4 separate regions of the Mus musculus genome follow, and regions 2, 3 and 4 are each linked to region 1. A link is a contact called in public HiCAR-type and promoter capture Hi-C data. All regions are on one chromosome and are shown on one strand. The core of a region is the stretch at or near the end of the contact, and the rest is flanking DNA. Distances in the headings are between cores, read along the strand shown. Region 1 holds the start of H1f0 (H1.0 linker histone). Region 2 holds the start of Dgat1 (diacylglycerol O-acyltransferase 1). Region 3 holds the start of Fbxl6 (F-box and leucine-rich repeat protein 6). Region 4 holds the start of Cpsf1 (cleavage and polyadenylation specific factor 1).

Evidence for each region. Promoter capture Hi-C pulls out the DNA fragments that hold promoters and counts their contacts. HiCAR-type assays count read pairs that join an accessible place to other places. Capture Hi-C pulls out chosen DNA fragments and counts their contacts.
Region 2: a contact with region 1 is called in a promoter capture Hi-C map of adipose tissue, with 2.7 times the contacts expected there. The contact joins the promoter of Dgat1 here to the promoter of H1f0 in region 1. A contact is called at or near these places in 1 of 39 promoter capture datasets (liver) and 1 of 9 other capture datasets (adipose tissue).
Region 3: a contact with region 1 is called in a promoter capture Hi-C map of liver, with 5 times the contacts expected there. The contact joins the promoter of Fbxl6 here to the promoter of H1f0 in region 1. A contact is called at or near these places in 2 of 39 promoter capture datasets (cranial neural crest and liver).
Region 4: a contact with region 1 is called in a HiCAR-type map of astrocytes, with 4 times the contacts expected there. The contact joins the promoter of Cpsf1 here to the promoter of H1f0 in region 1. A contact is called at or near these places in 3 of 115 datasets of contacts at active chromatin or transcription factors (astrocytes, embryonic forebrain and embryonic limb bud).

What each region holds. Positions count from the first base shown.
Region 1 is chr15:79,026,906-79,029,492 of GRCm38.p6, reverse strand. H1f0 (H1.0 linker histone) reads right to left here and starts at 1,281. Exons shown (of 1, transcript NM_008197.3): 1 at 1-1,281. The coding sequence starts at 771. The coding sequence ends at 187.
Region 2 is chr15:76,510,690-76,513,276 of GRCm38.p6, reverse strand. Dgat1 (diacylglycerol O-acyltransferase 1) reads left to right here and starts at 1,283. Exons shown (of 17, transcript NM_010046.3): 1 at 1,283-1,722. The coding sequence starts at 1,496.
Region 3 is chr15:76,537,449-76,540,035 of GRCm38.p6, reverse strand. Fbxl6 (F-box and leucine-rich repeat protein 6) reads left to right here and starts at 1,290. Exons shown (of 9, transcript NM_013909.2): 1 at 1,290-1,711; 2 at 1,961-2,119; 3 at 2,250-2,313. The coding sequence starts at 1,320. It overlaps Slc52a2 (solute carrier protein 52, member 2), which reads right to left and starts at 1,206. Exons shown (of 5, transcript NM_029643.4): 1 at 841-1,206; 2 at 434-653; 3 at 1-342. The coding sequence starts at 563.
Region 4 is chr15:76,606,298-76,608,884 of GRCm38.p6, reverse strand. Cpsf1 (cleavage and polyadenylation specific factor 1) reads left to right here and starts at 1,294. Exons shown (of 37, transcript NM_053193.2): 1 at 1,294-1,550. The coding sequence starts at 1,407.

The DNA.
Region 1 (2,587 bases), core at 32-2,531:
TTTGCTGTCCTTGCACAATAGGTTAAGGAAAAAGGAGTCATTCCACAATGTCTGTATGAGGGATCCAAACTCTGTCCTCTTTAATAAAGTCAGAATAGAATGGGCAAAGGGTTGCAGATGGAATCAAGTGAGGAAATGTATTTACAGAAAACAGGAGGGAGGAAGGAGTGTCCCCAAGCAAAGTCTTCACTTCTTCTTGCTGGCCCTCTTGGCACTCGACTTGGCTTTGGGCTTCACGGTTTTGGCCTTCTTGGGTTTGGAGGCCTTGACTGGTTTGACTTTGACAACCTTGGGCTTTTTGGCTTTCTTGGGCGTGGCAGCCGGCTTCTTCTTGGCCTTCTTGACAGGGGTGGCTTTGGGTTTCTTGCTTGGGGCTTTGGAGGCAGCCTTCTTGGGCTTGGCTGCCTTCTTTGGAGTGGCCACTTTCTTGACTTCCTTCTTGGTCTTCTTGAAAGCCACCGACCTTTTGGGCTCATCGCCCTTGGCCAGCCTGAAGGACCCCGAGGCGCCCACCCCTTTGGTTTGCTTGAGAACACCGGTGGTCACTAGGCGCTTGATGGACAACTTGATCTGGGAGTCGGCGTTCTCACCCACCTTGTAGTGGCTCTTGATATACTTTTGGATGGACTGGCGCGAGGAGCCGGCACGGTTCTTCTCTGCCTGGATAGCAGCCACGATCATGTCTGAATACTTGGGGTGGTCCGTGGACTTCTTGGAAGCCTTGGCCCGTTTGGGCTTCGCCGCCGGGGCGGAGGTGGAGTTCTCGGTCATGGTGGCCGGCCTGCTCCCACTGTTCAAGGAGCCTTCCGATGGGCCAGCCCTCGCCGGAGGCTGTGCAGAACCTGACTCGCGATCTGCTCTCCCGCTCCACTAGCAGGCCAGACGCAAGTGCGGCTGCCGGGGACGCGGGCTACGCGTGGCTCCTGTCCTCCCGGCGCGGGTCGCGAGCTGCTCTGCGCTCCCAGCCCCCACCGTTCGGTCGCTCGCCCGGCGCCTGGCGCTGCCTCCGCCTCCACAGCCTCCCTTTTCCCAGCTCTGCGTCTGGCGCTCGGGCGGCGCATCCGGGTATTTAGCGGCGGCGGGCGGACCGCGGTGAGGACTGGGCTGCTGGCTGCCTGCTCCCGGCCCGGAATGGCGCCGCGCTGCCGCCATCTGTGTTTCTTCCGCCGAGCAAACTCGACCTTTCCCGGCGGCCCGGGCCTTCCCGCTGCCCGCCGTCTCTCGAGGTCTCTGCCCGGCTCCCTAGGCTTCCCTTCTGGGGACCCTGGCGCCCCGGCCGCCGCCCCCCGCGCCCGCCACGAGCCTCAAACGGCGCCGAGGAGCGCTGGGGCGCCGGCACATTTCCCCTTTGCGGGGGGCTGGCTCTGCGGAGCCGGGGAGCCCCGGGGCTTGAGACCCCCCGTCGGAAAGCTCCCCCCTGGGACTACCAGGAGCCCCACTCCCGGATGCCTGCGGGGTCCCCCAACCTGGCGGAGCGGCTCAGAAGCGGCCCCAACTAACACACGCGGCCCTGAGCTGGGCGACTCCCAGCCGGGCCGAGTCGGGACAAGGGGGGAGGGGTCGCCTCCCCAGGGTCCGGTCACCTCTCGGGGGTCACCCGACCACAGCTCCTCTGACACCCCTACCCCCTCTCTGCCTGCGAGGCCCTCAAGGAAACTTTCCCTGAAAGAGTTGGAAGGGCACTTTCAAACTTTGTCCCTTCCCCCTCTTGAGTCGCCTTCTCCCCTCGATGCACCCCCGGACCTCGGCGAGTTGATTGCTCTCTGAGCCCGAGCCCCCCAAAGCTTCCTGGGACCCCTGGAAGATGCGGACAAGCCTCCCGGGCGGCCTGCTCTCCTCAAAGACCCCCCACATCTCCCATGTATCTGAGTATGAGTTCATTTACATGCCTGCCTTGTTAGCTAGGGAGTTTTGGGGATGTAAGAAGCAGGACCACCACCCCCCAGGCCCACCCTAGGGGTGAAGGTCCCCTCTCCCACTGGCCTCTTCAAGGTGGGGTGTGGCTTGATGTGTGTGCAGTCTCTATCATAGGTGCTGTCCAATGGCTCTGATCAGACATCCTGGGGACCCTTAGGATGCGCAGAGGCTCCTTGTGCTTTTAGAGACTTGGAAAAATGGGGCGCAGCGGGAGAAGCCGAGGAGAGAGTTCTCCTTTCCCTGGTCGTGACTTAGGTGTAGGAGGTTTGCAGTCCACCAGGGAGCCGTGGTCCCGACCACCGCCATTTTGCTGGGAAGATGCCATGTCTTTGTTAAAATGTATCCATCTTTCCCGCCCTGCTTGGCAAAAATCCACCAAGTGAGCAAGGGGCGCCACCATCTGTAGTCCGACCTGGGGCTGTTGGGAGTCCTAGGCTCCGAGAGAGTTTAGAGGCTCCGAGATTTGCCGAAGAGACCCCCAGAGAGCCCAGAACCTCTTGTCTGCTGCAGACATCCTACTCACAATGTTAGGACCTCTTGGCAGCGGCTCCGTAGGGTTCTGGTGGTATTGCCTACCTGAGCTGGATCCCCGGACCCTGGTGTTTTTATTCCCTAGCAAAAAGGCACGAAAGTGTTTAATTAAACATTAACCTGGGAGTGGGGAATTGTA
Region 2 (2,587 bases), core at 34-2,533, 2.5 Mb after region 1:
TTCCACTTTTAGTTTTTGGTTTCAAACTGGAAGCTGGTGTAGCCAACGTGCTAGCCCAGGAGAATGTGGAAGCCTCGTATTCACTTAACAGAGGAAGGAGCGGGAAAGGCATGGCAGAGCTCACACGACTTACCTTCACTTCAGGCTCCCAAAGAGACTTTTTCTTTCACTCTGCCTCCTTTTGGGGTCACTATTCACAAAGACCTAGCCCTTGCCTTGCCAAGGACCAGATGAAAGACTGGGCCAGCAACAAAGGAATGCTCGGAGACACTGACCAGGTTGGCTCTGATCCACAAAAGTCCAAGCCTGGGTTCGCTTTTCTCTGCATATGTACAAAGACACCACCGGCAGGGCAGCCCAGATTGCTCATCATGAGATGTGTCGTGAAGAAAGTGTGACCTGAGGGAAGGAGTCAGTGGATACTACAGAAGTGGAGGGAGCTTAATAGGAAGACTAGTAGCATCCTGTAGGAGAGGCTACCAACCTTGTCCTATAGAGGTGCTTCTTAGGCCTGCTATTCCCCAGAAGAGAAAGCCACTATTCTCCTTGGTCCTTTATAGTGTTTCTGAAGGAAATTAGGTGCTTCCTCAGGTCTAGAATGTATGCACGGCGGTGTCTAAATCAGGCACGTTGCTTGTCGGGCCCTCGACAGCACTGTGGGGCGGTAGAGGAAGAGGCCATGGTGACTGGTGAGTTGCTTCTTTTAACTAACTGGGCAGTTGCACACATTTGCTGTAATGCGAAGCTGGGTATTTCTCCAGTTTGATCCTTTGACAGGCTATGTGCTCCAAGGTACATTTAAACTGGTTCCTGCCTAGCAGCTAGGGATCTTTCGGAGAACGATGCTGCCAGAGCAGATAAGTCTGTCGGTTGTGCGCTCAAAAATGGATTTGGAACCGCAAGACGTCAGCGCAGTTTCATAAATGACCTACACTCAAACCGCTGCTGGGGATGACGAAAGGATGTTTTTACATAAGTGGGACAAGAGGCAAGCAAGAGGTCAGAGGAAGTGCGTAGCTGCCAGGGAGCCAGGAGCCGGGGCAGTTCTCCTCCCGCTTGCTCCTCGCAGTGAGACAGCACCTCGGACCTCTTCCACCGAAGTTCACAGCCAAGCTGCACACTAGTTGCTTCTGCCAGCCTGTGACTGCAATTCCCAGAGTGCTATACGTCACCAGCTCCCGGTGCCTTCAACTCCCAGGAGGCTCCGCGCTCTGCTCCCGCGACTCCCAGCGTGCTCCGCGTCTTCGATTAGGCTCCGCCTCCGCTCGGCCTCGGACTACAAATGGACTCTCCAGTTGACGCCACAGCCAGTCAGCTGCTCCGCAGCATCGCAGCCTCAGCGTCGCAGAGGTAGTCGTGCGCTGCGCCGGCTACGGAGGCCGGCAGGGGGCGGCGGCGGAGGCCGTTGCTCAGGGTCCAGAGGCGGGGCCGCGGGCTCCAAGCGCTGAGAGCCGGCGGAGCACGACTGGGCCGCGACGAGGTGCGGGCCGAAGCCATGGGCGACCGCGGAGGCGCGGGAAGCTCTCGGCGTCGGAGGACCGGCTCGCGGGTTTCCGTCCAGGGTGGTAGTGGGCCCAAGGTAGAAGAGGACGAGGTGCGAGACGCGGCTGTGAGCCCCGACTTGGGCGCCGGGGGTGACGCGCCGGCTCCGGCTCCGGCTCCAGCCCATACCCGGGACAAAGACGGGCGGACCAGCGTGGGCGACGGCTACTGGGATCTGAGGTAGCGGAGTGCCTGATCCCCTTACATCTGACCTCTCCAGTGACGCTCCTAGTTCTTAAAAGTTGGCCACAGCTTTGCGAGTTACGCGGCCGGGGCTCCCCTGGGGCTGTACTGGGACACGGGCTTTGGGGAGAGGGTCACTTGCCAAGGTCACCCAGGTGTGGTCGTGTAGCCGACCAGGGAGTCTGGGTAGAGGAGTGGGCAGCAGCCCCCTTTCCATATTGCTTAGGAAAGTAAGCACACCTTGAGGCAGAGTCCCTTGAGGTCCTTTCTGAGGAGTGGGTAGCAGGAAATGTGAGCCCCGGGGGGGTGGGGGGTGGAGATGAATGGGCTTTCTTCAGTGGAAGGAGGCTGATGTTTTCCAGGGAGGGTTATGATGAAGAGTTACCTTTGCAAAAACTACGAGGGGTGTCCTGTGGGTAGAGAAGGCTGCTAGAGGCTCCAGAGGACACACGCCTGTTTGAGGCGATGGGTATGGGCGTTTGCTCGGGGCAGAGGACAGTACAGGAAGCTTTCTAGTACTAACAGGCTGCATGGCTTATTCACCCCTCTTCCAGCAAGTAGGAGGGCCTGAAGGAAGCCCAGCTTATGTTACCAGAATGACTTCGGGCTATAGGGGCAGAGCTGACTACTAAGTGAGACTTTCATCCCGTGGTTGGAGTACCGGAGAGAGGTTTGGTATGAACACACCTATGGGAGAGGCCCTGCTTAGCTGAAGAAATGGAGACTGTCTCCTACAAAGCCGGCCCTGAGACTCTTTTTGGTGATCATCATGGGACCCTTTAGTAGCTCTGGGTTAGGAAGTACCTGAGGGGCTTGGAGGAAGTGGCTATCTAGGGTGGCAAAGTCTGGTTCTCTTTGTATC
Region 3 (2,587 bases), core at 41-2,540, 2.5 Mb after region 1:
GCAGGAGGGCACTCAGGCCCTGACCCAGGAAGAAAGACCGTAAAAAGGGGGGTGGGAGGTGGCTCAAGAAGGGCAGGAAAGTGACATTAGAAGCACAGCAGGCCAATGCCAGCACAAACGCCAGCGTTAGGAAGGCCACTGAGTACGGCTTTCCTGCCACTGGGGCCACGTGGTTCCACAGAGAGGCCAGTAGGCCTGTGCCCACTATGCCTAGCCCCTGAACCACTCGGATGGGGACTTGCTCGCCCTTGCCGCGAGCCAGACGCCTCCACAGAGTCACCAGCAGCAGACCCAGGTTTCCCAGCGCCACAAGCACAGAGAGGTAGGAAGGGAGGCTCCAACCTGCAGTGGAAGGAGGAGATAGTGTAAAGGCACCAGGCTAAGGAACGAAGAGCAGCAACAGCAGCAGCCTACCTCCGCCCACTTCACTCACCCTCCGGGAGCTCTTTCACCACTACCGGCAGCTCTACCCAGATCCCGTTGACAGCAGCCCAGGAGCCCATGCCGAAAAGGGCCACCAGCAGATGGGTCAGCACCAGTCGGCCCAGCGGAGGTGCTGCCATTAGGTCAAAGGTCAAAGCGGGCCCTCCAGGACAAAGCGAAGGTAACAGTCCGCCCTTTTCCCACGTAGATCCAAAGCTTCTCTAACTATTCTAGAGAAAAAAAGAGTCAAGCTTTTTCACCTGGACGGAGACAAAAAACAAACCAAAACAAACCAAAACAAAACAAACAAACAAACAAAAAAACATGCGAGTGGGCAGAGTCAGGGTCTGAGGTGGCCAGATTGCAAAACCAAGGCACCTGGAGGGAGGCGGCGGATAGATCAGGAGCTGCACCTACCATGGAGCCTGCACCGGGACCCTTCTGTACAAGACTGGCAAGCGGGGGAGCGAGAAGCTGGCTTAAAGCATGGTTCCGGGGAGGAAGATGAGCGAAAGAGCCAGTCCTTGATGCTTGCGGAGGACCAAGTCTTGGCGCGGCTAAACCAGACTGGATGACAGCTAACTTCAGGCAGCCGGCGTGGATCGGCAAGAGGTGTGGCTGGCTGACTTGATTCGATTCTGGGCTCCTCGGCTGAGTGCGGTGCATCAGGGGCGTGGGGCCGGAGCAGCCCGCCCAGCCCCGGGAGCACGCCACTTAGCCCGGAAGGCAGCCAAACCCCAGCCAAAGGGTTGTAGTAAGACGCCGGCTAATGCGCTAGACTGCGGCGGAAGTCCCACCCCCGGAAGCTAAGTGTAGTGTAAAGGAGTGAGCTAAGGGGCCACGCCCCTTCCTCTCTGCCCACCCACCTTCCGCTTTTAGTTCAGCTCCCGGGGGCTATGGCTCCCGTGGCCTCTAGGCGAGTTAGACGTCGAGTTCGAAGCTCCAAGCGGCCCGATGCGCGGGGCCGCTCGGCGGAGGACTGGTGGTGGGACCGCCTGGCACCTCGCGGCTCTGGGTACCACCTGCTGCAAGCGGACAGCATGTTGCTCGTGCTGCCGGACCTGGAGCCTCCCCGCGCTCGTGCGCACCGGCGCGCCCGTCGCCGCGCTCCGAGGTCACTGGCTCGTGGCCCCACGGCTGTCGCCAAGCCCAGGACCAAACCCCGACCGGAGCCGTCGCTCGATCAGGGCCTGGACTCTGGTTGGGGAGACCGTATTCCCTTAGAAGTCCTGGTGCATATTTTCGGGTTGTTGGTTGCGGCTCATGGGCCCATGCCGTTTCTTGGCAGGTACACCAACAGCGCCTGCCGCGGTAGAGACTGGCGCACTGAGCGGGTGCTGCAGAGCAGAGGGCAGAGCAGGCATCACATCGGGCGAACACAAGTGCTCCGGCACCTGTCTTCACTTAGAGCTCAAAGCCTAGCACTGAGAACGGGCGACGGCAGGCTTTAAGACCGCTGCGCTGCTCCTAAAACACTCCATTGTAGGCATTACCCGCAAAAGGCCACGCACTCTCAGCAAACTTTTTCTTCTCCTAGGGCTGCACGCGTTTGCCGTCACTGGCACGAAGCCACCTCCCATCCTTCACTCTGGCATACTGTGACCCTGTCACCCTCGCTGGTTGGCCGGGCTGGCAAGGGCAACCTTAAGGGAGAGAAGAAGCTCCTTGCTTGCCTGGAGTGGCTCGTACCCAATCGGTGAGGGCTCCTTGTCATCTTACTGTCTGTTGTCTTCCCTGCATCCGCGTTGAGTAGGGGAGGATTCTGTCCAGAAGGGGGCAGCGTAAGGACAAGAGCACAACTACAGCCGGGCCTTGCTGTCGCCCAGGTTCTCTCAGCTCCAGAGCTTGACCCTCATCCACTGGAAGTCTCAAGTACACTCTGTGTTGGAGGTAAGAGCTGGAGACTGCCCTGCACACAAGCTGTCACGTTTGAGTGGTCTACTATGGGGAGGGTGCCCTGGTGGTGTACCACAGAGTTGTCTGCCTGCCTGCTCAGTTTCGTCTTGCTGACATCTTAGGAAATTGCTGGAGGAGACAGCAATTTCCATGTAGGCCTGGCGTGGACAGAATGGAGTCATAGCTGGGACTATAGGATAGGCTTGTCATGACTACCAGTGTCCCTGTAGATAGACCTTTACCTGCCCTCCACAACCCTGGATGGTCT
Region 4 (2,587 bases), core at 45-2,544, 2.4 Mb after region 1:
GTCTGAAGACAGCTACAGAGTACTTACATATAATAATAAGTAAATCTCTGGGGCTGGAGTAAGCAGAGGTTCTGGGTTCAATTCCCAGCAACCACATGATGGTTCACAACTATCTGTACAGCTATAGTGTATCATATACATAAAATAAATATTTAAAAAATTATGTATATATGTGCCAGCATGTCTGGGCAGCTTTCGTCCCAGGGCTTGGGAGGTAGACTCTGAATTCGAGGCTAGTTGGGTCTACAGAGTTTCAGGACAGCCAGGGCTATGTAGTTGAGACCTCATCTCAAAAATCAAGAAAAAGAAAAAAAAATAATTTCTTTTGCTTGCTTGTTTTTGTTTTTTGTTTTTGTTTTTGTTTTTTTTTAAGAAAAGTTTTCTCTGTATAACCATGGCTGTCCTGGAACTCACTTTGTAGACCAGGCTGGCCTCAAACTCAGAAATCTGCCTGCCTCTGCCTCTGCCTCCCAAGTGTTGGGATTAAAGGCTTACACCACCACTGCCCAGCCAACAAAATACTTTTTAAAAGAGATCTTTTTTTTTAAATTTTATTTTATTTTTATTAGGTATTTTCCTCGTTTACATTTTCAATGCTATCCCAAAAGTCCGCCATACCCACCCCCCCAATCCACTACCCACCCACTCTCCCGTTTTGGCCCTGGGGTTCCCCTGTACTGGGGCATATAAAGTTTGCAAGTCCAATGGGCCTCTCTTTGCAGTGATGGCCAACTAGGCCACCTTTTGATACATATGCAGCTAGAGTCAATTAAAAAGAGATCTTTAGTGTGATACAGGGGTGATCTACCACATCACCTCATCTACAGAGTGGGGTGGCGATATTGCATGTTTCTGTATCCTTTTCCAAGCCTATATACCCTTGTTTTATTTTCTGGGATTTAGCTAATGAGGCAAGTCTTGAAGGGTACAGAACAGAAGGAAGCAGAGGTCCAGCACCCTCCAGCTCTGTGACGAGGCTCATCAGTCCTTTTTTTTTTTCTTTCTTTCTTTCTTGTTTTTTTTTTTCGAGACGGGGTTTCTCTGTGTAGCCCTGGCTGTCCTGGAACTCACTCTGTAGACCAGGCTGGCCTTGAACTCAGAAATATGCCTGCCTCTCTCAAGTGCTGGGATAAAAGGCATGTGCCACCACGCTTGCTCGTCAGTTCTTATCAAGCTAGGCCACTAGGGGCCGCTCTTCGCTCGCAGCCACGGCGCGCAGGCGCAGATGCGAAGCGGCCCGGAACCCTGCTTCTCAACCACCTGGTCCTCTTAGAAGGCGGTCCGGGCAGGAAGCGCAGGCGCAGTACTTCGGAACCCGGTGGCTGGGTTGGCGCGCGCGGCCGGACCGAGTCCGCTGCCGTCCCTGTCCCCCGAGTCGGCGGCTCCGGCGTGACAGTGGCGGCGACATGTACGCGGTGTACAAGCAGGCGCACCCGCCCACCGGGCTGGAGTTTACCATGTACTGCAACTTCTTCAACAACAGTGAGCGCAACCTCGTGGTGGCCGGCACCTCGCAGCTCTATGTGTACCGCCTGAACCGCGACGCCGAGGTAGGCCGTGTCGAGGCAGTGCCGCAGTCATTCGGCAGGTTCCCCAGTGCAGGAGCTGAGGTTTGCCAAGGGTCTTTGGGCCCCAGAGCCAGTTCATCGCTGCCTCGTTGTTTGGCCTCATCCTACCCTGCCCGGACACCTCTGCCCGCGGTCTACTGCTTGTTCTTTGGAGATCGATTTTCAGGAGATTGTTGCACACCTTCCACGAGCTTAGCAGCAAAGACAAGCCAGTGAACCCTTGAGGGCGATGATTCTTTAGGAAGTCAATACTGCCACACACAGACGGCCACAGTGTCTCTCTAGGAGTAAGACCCAATGAAGGAGACTGGGTGTTTCTGTACAAAACAACCAGAGCTCTTTCTGAGATTGAGCAGATTTGTTGTGGAAGAACGTTTCTTCCTAAAGGAGCAAGGCTGGATGTTTCTCGGGGACAGACTATTGTCAGTAGATGTAGTAATGTGGAATGAATTCATCAGTACATTGATAACGGGGGTGTTTTGGTTGCTAGAGAGACAGCAAGCGGTTCAGGAAGCCCTCCCCCCCTCCCCCCAAAAAAAAGGCAATTTCCGTGGCTCTTTAATCCCAGTTCGATCCATTAATCCCAGGTGGAAGCAGACAGATTTCTGGGTGTTCCAGTTTAAACTATTTCCAAGCCATCTAGGGCTACATAGTGAACCTCTTGTCTAAAAACAAAGCAAAAAAGCCAAGAAGGCAGATGCTTTTTTTAAAAAATTAGACTTATTCATATTCATTTGTGTTTGCTTGTATATATGTATGTACACCATATGCATTCTTGGTGTCCATGGAGGTCAGCATTATGGATAGTTGTGCCATCAAGTGGGTCCTCTGTAAGAGCAACAAGTGCTTTTGATGGCTGTGCATTACTGCCAACATGCAGTTTACTGGGGTGGCAGAACTGGACAGGGAAATCTCACCTTCATAGAAGATGTGTTTTAAATAGACAAGGAAGTGTGGGGGAAGTATGTGGGAGTTAGGCAAAGGGGTTTCAAGGAAAGTTAAGTTTTTGTGGTAGAGGC